Linked DNA regions of Ostrinia nubilalis: region 2 is linked to region 1. Evidence: chromatin contacts called from public Hi-C data. All regions are on one chromosome and are shown on one strand. Each heading gives the region's core, a stretch centred on a gene start, on an enhancer-like site or on the middle of the called end of the contact. The rest is flanking DNA. Distances are from core to core; before and after follow the strand shown.

Region 1 (4,115 bases), core at 1,124-3,623:
AATATAAAAAATATATAATTTAACTAATTAAGACATGACAAAAAAACTGAGGTATGTCTCGTTTCTGTCGGGCCTGGGTCACAGATGACCGTTCTTCTTTATTAATTAATTATACTTAGGTAAGTATTTATTATTGCTTCAGGTAATATTATGGTCACCCTAAGAATCGCACACGTGTGTTGTTTGCGAAATTTGGCCCTATAGTTGGCCGTGTGAACCGCCGCTTTTTGAGCTTTTCCGAGCTTACAATAAGTCTTTTACCCATTCAGGCTTCTTTGTGGCTAGATTCCTTTGTGAATGCGTAAATTGATTTGTCCCACGATGATAAGTAACGCTCTTTTGTTTTTCGTATGAAGATGAATAAATTATGTTTTTTATTAGAAAGAAACATTGTAGGTAGGTATATTTGGTTTGAATATAAGTTATGAGAGCTAGGTATCATTGAACAAAGAGTGAAAGTTCATTAATAATTAATCTAATTTATTTCGTAAAATAGGTATTATCACATAGGGCTCGTAGTATTACAAAGAATAGGCAGCTGAAATACACTCGACATCAAATAAATCGCACCTCCCGCAACAAGCACTTTCAAACGTATGCATCCCCACTTCCCACCAATATTGGCATCATTTGAAAGCCTAGTTCTAAGCTTCATTTCATTAAATAAAATGTTTTTACCCCAAAAATGTGTCTTTAGAAGGATGCAGAGTCACTTCTTCAAAAAATAGGGTAGTTACGCTTGAGCCAACTTTTACGGCTATAAAACTGTTAAGTTGGGATTAATCGCTATCAATCTGTTAAAGAGGACACGTGAGATCATTATTTGGTTTTATAACCATAAAAATTGGTTTAATTGATCCCAGAGGTGAGCCCAAAGTGAGGTCTTTTTTCAAGTCACATTTATGGTATATGTTAATCATTTATTAAGAAATTAAATGTGTTTTTCTTTAAGGATATTTATTGGGCTTTCAAATAACACCAATATTGTTGGGGCACCATGATTGTGTCAGAAGAAAATCTTAAAAGTTCGCGTCGCGGAAGGTGCGGTTTATTTGATGTTGAGTATAGTTTTAATGCAACATGTTTAATTAATGAGCATTTATGTACCTAATATTAAATTGCTTGAGTTTCAATACCAATCACAAGCTTAAATATCGCCAACACTTTTATTGAAAACATGGGAATGAGTAAGTAAAACAGGCAGGCGATGACCGTTGCCGCGTTGCTGACTCGGTCCACTCCCATCACGTATGTCTCCATCCTCCTTTGTTGAGTCTGATGATGGCTGCGTGGGCGAACGCAGGTGTGGCAGAGACTGGCCGGCGCCGCGGCGCATTCCGGCGGCGGTCACGCGGCGCCGCCGTACTTGATGACGCGATTTGTCCAACTGGACCGATTAGCTTGAGCTATTTAGCTCGAGCAGCAGTAATGCATAGCATCTAACAAGTAGGTAACAACCATAAAACCGCACAGTCAGACAAAGCAGAAACCAGAGGCTGGCTGACCATAAGCTCTTCCACTTACTTAGGTCTTAATATTATACATTTTCTAGACATGACTATAACATGGACAACCTGGAAGTCGCTTATCTCATTTTAATCATCATCATCTTCATCTCAGCCATAGGACGTCCACTGCTGAACATAGGCCGCCTCCCCATTGCTTTCCATGTTGCTCTGCGACCTGCGTCCAGCGCCCTCCTTCCTTTGGTGGACCTTTAAGATGTCGTCGGTCCACCTTGTGGGTCATCATCATCTCATTTTAATACCTACCTATTTTTTAATCGCTATAACAAACAACAATGTTATTTGAGGTATGTATGTATTATGTATAGCTACTACTACCTGAAAACCCACTAAAACCATACAATAATAATGCCGTCATAAGTAGGTGTAAGTAGTACCAGTAGTACCAAGTACGCCTACGAAAACTTGCTTTCATTATTTTTCTGTAAAAAAAATGAAAACATGATTTACTGCCATCTATATTTATGATTCAAAGACATGCTTTCATTACTTACTAATAGTTTTACTACTCCATGACAGATGTCACTGCAACTTCAGTTTTATACTACTCCTCAACAGATGGCAGTGCTTGTTATGATAAATAATTTCATGAATTATTATAATTAATTTAATCTTTTTAATAACGACATAATCATGAATATATTAAAAATTATACTTAATTAAAATTTATGAAACATTAGATTTCAACTAAAAACTTATCAACACTGGCAATCATGAATAAAATTGTACGGTAAACGGTAAAGACGGGAACTACAACTTTTGTATGTAATTTGACAGATTAACGTGGAAGTAGCGCCCTCCTTTAATTTCATTAAAATCTTTGGCAATAGGAATACGTCAAAAAAAGCGTGTTGAACACGAAAGAGTTCTAAGTTCAGTCACAAAGGCAAGTTCGTTCACTCGCCGGCTCCGAGACGAGAGAATATTCTAGATCTAAAAGTGTAGACAGCTAAGAAAGTCTGTTCTTTTGTTTCTTTACACTGTACAGCAAGCACAAAACACAATGTCCAGCGCAGCTAAACGACTAATTCCCTTGCTCGACCGTGTTCTCATCAAGAGAGCTGAAGCCGTAACCAAGACCGCAGGCGGCATCGTGATCCCGGAGAAGGCTCAGTCTAAGGTCCTACACGGCGAGGTTATCGCCGTTGGTCCCGGCTCCAGAAAAGACAATGGTGAATTCATTCCAGTGCTTGTGAAGGTCGGTGACAAAGTTCTTCTTCCCGAATACGGCGGCACCAAAGTCAGCCTGGACACCGATGAGAAGGAATACCACCTCTTCAAAGAGTCTGATATACTCGCCAAAATTGAAAATTAGAATTAGTTAGATTTAAAATTTGTGGTTGATTCTGGTTCTGTTCTGTTAGTCATTTAGAATTTGTAGTGAATGAACATGTGATTGTGTAATAAGCCGGTTGCCGAAGCATTGATGTTAACGACGTTGCATTTCTAATTATAATATTGTTATAAACACTATCTTTTATTTACTTTCTGTCACCACTTCATAGCATTTTGTATCTGAAAATTTTATAGGTTATGTTGCATCACTGTCTACTGTAGGTACTAGGTAGGTTATTTTGTGAACATAAACCAACATTATGTGCCACTTATCTCAGTAATGAGATTTTAATAATCACTACTGTTTACCTGATAATAACCAAAACAACTAAGTAGGTTGTGTTGTTAATAACTCCCATAGTGGAGATTTTCTAAGAAAATCATAGTGAAACTCAAATAATACAAATGAATTTGTTTAAGCATTATATTTTGTACAAAAATGCAACAAACAGTATTTTAGTTTGATATCACATGATTTCAGAGGCTTACTGATAAAATCAAGATTCAATTGCAGTTCCATATTACTTACATTTAAAATAGTGATTAAAAGAAAATACATTTCATGAGAAAACTTAACTTGCTTTAATTATAGCCCTAAAATATAATATAATATTTACAAAATTAAAAGCACCTCTAGGACAATGATTGATATAATGTACAGAAAAAGCTTTCAGTTTCAGTATTGCCCCAGTAAATAGCAACGCTTGTGCATTTTCTGAGACTGATGAGAACACTATTCATTCATTCATTACACATAAAATATTTAAATTCTGCAATAAACTAACATCAGTATTTCTTATCATTTATAATACTGTTGTGGGCTGACTTTCAAATACTTTGAACAATAAAATAATAATGAAATGATAAAGTTACACAAGCACAATAACTATTTGTGTGATCATAATCCTGAATCTTATTGTTAGTGGAATGCTGTTTATGCTGTTCCTACCTAGCAACCTAAAAAATTTAACCTGTTTGTTTAATAACATGACACCTAAAGCCAAAATACTTGCACAACAACCTGCTACAAATGTAATACTACTAATTTATGTGCATATAAAATTAGTACTTACCTACCTAATAATGTTTTCAGGATAAAAGTAGGTCAAGCAAAAAGTTGAAAAGCATTATATTAATTAATACATTTCTTTTTCAAACCACCTAGAAATAATTTTAAGCATGAACATAATATTTAAAATTAAATAAGCTTGAAATAACTTATTATTTGAAGTTTAAAAAAAAAAAAAACGGTTC
Region 2 (4,115 bases), core at 734-3,233, 150 kb before region 1:
GTCCCCTTGCTCAGTTTGTGCCAAAAAGAAGAACATAGATTTAGTTTTATGAGTGGCTGAGCATACAAAGATCATTCCTCTCTCTGGGTCATCCAAATCATTCCGTCGTCGAGGTATGGGACATCTGATGTCATGTTGGTCACCAAGATTTTTATATGTGAGGTAATTTTCAGAACAAATAAGTACTCCGGAGGGTCCATCATTCCCACCAGGTACAGTTATGAGAAAATTGGCATGCTCTTCAAGAGGCTCTGAATATTTTCTGACAACATGATTTAAACCCAAATCCAGTTCATAAAATGTTAGGGTTTGTTGTGTTTTCTGTGCAGCTTCACCTACAAACACAAGAAAAATGTTAAATCACTCAAAACAAAACCCAACTATAAAGTTGAGTCAAATAAATTCATACAGAAAGAGGATTTGGCGTCACTGTCAGTCGGAAACACGGACCTCAAAATAATCATTATAAAATATGTTAAAGATAATGGTTTCTGTGATCAAAATGATACATACCAGTAGGGTCAGCATCTGCTTCCTCATAATCAATTTCCAAGCATGCGAACATAGGGTTTTCAAAGCCAACATCTACGCCGACCATGTGGTACACCAAGGTGTTAGATTTGTGGGCCTCCAGTGGGGATGAGATAGTTAACCTTGCTTCTGCATCTCTGTTCAAAATGTATACTAGCTTTTGCTTTTCAATGGCACCTGGGATGAAACAGACAAGAATATTATAAAAATGATTTTTACAGTAATGTCAATAATCAATAAACACAGAAAATAAGTTTCCATGTGTGTAGTAAGGTTATATGTAATTACTTACCAATCATAACAGCTCGCCCCTTGGGGTCTATGGCCAAATATTGGCCGGGCACAATCCTCCGGCATCCAGACTTGCCAAATGTCTCCTGGTGGACCTTTTCCAAAATATTTTTGGCAGGGATGTATTCCAAAATTACAATACGGCCGGAATCTGATCCAATGACAATGTAATCTGCAAAATAAGGAATCCATGTGAAATCGAAAATTTAATAATTACTTGGATTTGATAAAATGCACATGGTAGAGTAATACAAATGTTCCAGAACAAGATACATCCCAGCATTCAGAATAGATTGCCAAGTGCGACGTGCTGATCAATCTATGCATCTAGTTATCCCATTCTTTTCATTAAAATGAGAAGCATGGAGCAAGACGATGCAAGTCAAGTAATCAATAAATAAGGGTCATTGACCTTTTGGCATGAATGTACTTTATTATAACTGGCCAGGGATAGGTTATATTTAGGTTATGTCTAAATAACACGTGGTGTAGATAATCAAGTTCCCTTACCTTTTGTGCCACCGGTAAGCCGAAATGACATCATTGACCGGATAATGCCGAATATCTCGACTTTCATCAAAGTATGCACTTTTCCAGTGTTAGGGTCTGGTCGAAGTAATTCCAATGTCTTTCCACGTGATATGATGATCTCCTGCTGTTTCGTGCCAGAGAAATTACCATGCACCGCATGTGTAATGGCTGTAGAGCCTTGTAGCGTTAAATTGTACAGATACATGGCGGCGGCTTCACCTTATATCTGAAAAAGAACGCATGCTGTGAGTGAAGTTTACACCTTACAGGTTTTTACGACTAAAAATCACAAATATTTACTTGTTTGGTTCGCAACTAGCGAAAACAGAAATAAATTTGTGTTTTCGAATGGGTGGTCCAAATATTTTTTATAGCACCTTTAAACGACCACAAAAGATATTTGATCAATTGTGGAGATACCCAGTGCACAAATAAATAAATATTTAGCTATAACGATAGAAAAATAATTTAATGGTTCATTTACCTGTAATATGTAATAATAGATTGCCGCGATGCGGCGTGATAAAATAAATCCCAGCAATCACCAAACTAGTGCGCAAAATGGCGCCGGCTGAGTACAAGAAGAGCGCCATCTCCGAAATCCAATGCAACGTTTCACTGACCAATCAAAAAGAAGCTGAAAATAAAATGGCGTTCAGTTTTATACAACTAGGGTTGCCATTACAAAAAATATATATAAATATCAGTTTAACGCCATCTAGTAGGGAGTAGCTTTCTACAGAAAACGAGATAGACCGCTAGATGGCGCTTGCTGAGTTTTGTTTAGAACGCCATCTATTAAATCTTTCTGGTAATTAAATAGTTTCTAATTTACAATACAGATGGCAGCATAGGTCCCCCATAAAGTTTAATGAAGAGACTTCATAATAAAAATAGTGGCAATAAAATAAAAATATGTTGTGTGAAAGTTCACTGAACAACGATAGGATGATTTTCACTAGACCATCTACTAAAGCATTTTAATTAAAAACACACACACAGTTCGTCGGCCGTTTGGTGTAGTGGTTCAGAACGGACTACTATGCCGAGAGGTCCCGGGTTCGATTCCCGGCCGGCGCAGAAATTGAAATGATGAATTTTAATTTCTGTGACGGGTCTGGGTGTGACTATGTATAATATTTATGTATTTAAAAAAAAAAAAAAAAAGTATATAAGTAGTATATCCGTTAAGCAAGCACCCATAACACAAGCATTAAGTTGCTTACTTTGGGGCTAGCTGGCGCTGTGTGAAATTGTCCAAAGATTTATTTATTTATTTATTTAGTTCAGCTAGTTTACTCAATATAAAAAAATAATTTTAGAATAATTATTTAAATTAATACAGAAATAAATGAAGTAGAAAATAAGTTTAGCTTTCTGAATTAATAACAGCACAAATCTGTTAGCGGTATCTCGTGTGACAATTTTTATGTTAATGATTTCTAAAGAACTTTATTAGTAACATTACAACGTATTTATTGCGGAAATTATGCTCTGACTGTTAAGAGAGGTACACAAAGGCCAAGGCTCGGAGCACACGTGCACCTCTGCGCAGATCGTGGCCTGCGCCGGCGCACCTCGGTGGCCATGAGCGGATAATTGACAAATGATACGTCGCCCATGGAAAATAAAATAATTTTATGCTTAATTTTTTTCACATTGTTGCTGTAAATTGGTAGTAAAAGCATTTCTTGCTTAAAAAAAGGGCATTCTTTATAAAAAAATTAAATTACGAAAATAAAACAAATCACTGGTAGGTATTAAGATAACTAGGTATTTCCTTTTTACTGCCAAAAAGCATAATTCTGAAACTTTGAAGAAAGACTTTGGCATTAAGTACATATTCCATACAAATGTTACTGTAATTGTAGCATCATTGAAAAATGTTCAACCAGATAAAATGTGGCGCGTCACCGAACAGGCCCAAATACTCAGGTGCGCGCGCGTCACCGCTGCGCCGGCGACACATTGTATGCCACAAAATAGAACTAAAAGATGCGCCACAATGGGCCAAAGCTCTTTCGATGTACACAAATACATATAGGAATTTTTAAACGGGCGGAATGATACAAAGAGAACTTTGGCACTTTATTTAAATGGTTGAAATTAATACAAGTGCACACTTAATTTAAAGGTAATATTAAGCACTTTTACTCGTCCTAACTTTAACGCTTTTTTGCTTCAGGGCATTATGTGAGTAAGTACCTTTCTAAGTGCTGAGAAGCAACGCAAGAAACTCGGTCACTCAACTCAGTCGCAACAAATCAATTGCCAATTTAGAAGGAATGATGAAAAAATATCAAACGCAAGAAAATGTTTTGAGCCGATATTAATTTACAATTTTAATTCGTTATTAAATCTTCAATGATTTTCCAGTCACAGTAGTGAGTAGCGTGCGCTTGAGTTTTCCTCCCATTACCGACGCCTTGGGCTTAATCTGCTACCGTGTAATTAGTGATATAATTACACCGGCGCAGGAGCAGCGGCGATGGCGGTGCAGATTGGCGCAATTTGTCGACGCTAGCGCCCTTGCGGCGGACGTGGCTGCCTCACAGATAGCAATCATTTGTCCTGCCAGGAACAAACAGCTATGTTATTATAATCAATTAGCGTAGATATTGTGGTTGGCTTAAATTAACTAACACGGTTAATTGATCATAAATCCCTTATTTAAACAAAAACACAAGTCGTTGTTGACCTGAAATAAAAGCTTCAAGGCTTTTCATCCCCATCCGGGCACAAACCCATAGGAGAGATAAAAA

Evidence for each region. A called contact is a pair of places that touch in the nucleus more often than the background predicts.
Region 2: a Hi-C map of whole larva shows a contact between it and region 1, with 8 times the contacts expected there. The contact joins the promoter of LOC135077460 here to the promoter of LOC135077439 in region 1. A contact is called at or near these places in 5 of 5 Hi-C or Micro-C datasets (whole body and whole larva).

What each region holds. Positions count from the first base shown.
Region 1 is chr13:6,090,241-6,094,355 of ilOstNubi1.1, reverse strand. LOC135077439 (10 kDa heat shock protein, mitochondrial) reads left to right here and starts at 2,373. Exons shown (of 1, transcript XM_063971978.1): 1 at 2,373-2,994. The coding sequence starts at 2,530. The coding sequence ends at 2,841. The region is part of intron 1 of LOC135077448 (ATP-binding cassette sub-family G member 4); the gene reads left to right. It overlaps LOC135077437 (glucose-fructose oxidoreductase domain-containing protein 1), which reads right to left. Exons shown (of 1, transcript XM_063971977.1): 1 at 2,866-4,115.
Region 2 is chr13:6,235,875-6,239,989 of ilOstNubi1.1, reverse strand. LOC135077460 (splicing factor 3B subunit 3) reads right to left here and starts at 1,983. Exons shown (of 17, transcript XM_063972007.1): 1 at 1,838-1,983; 2 at 1,333-1,579; 3 at 824-994; 4 at 514-708; 5 at 1-335. The coding sequence starts at 1,558.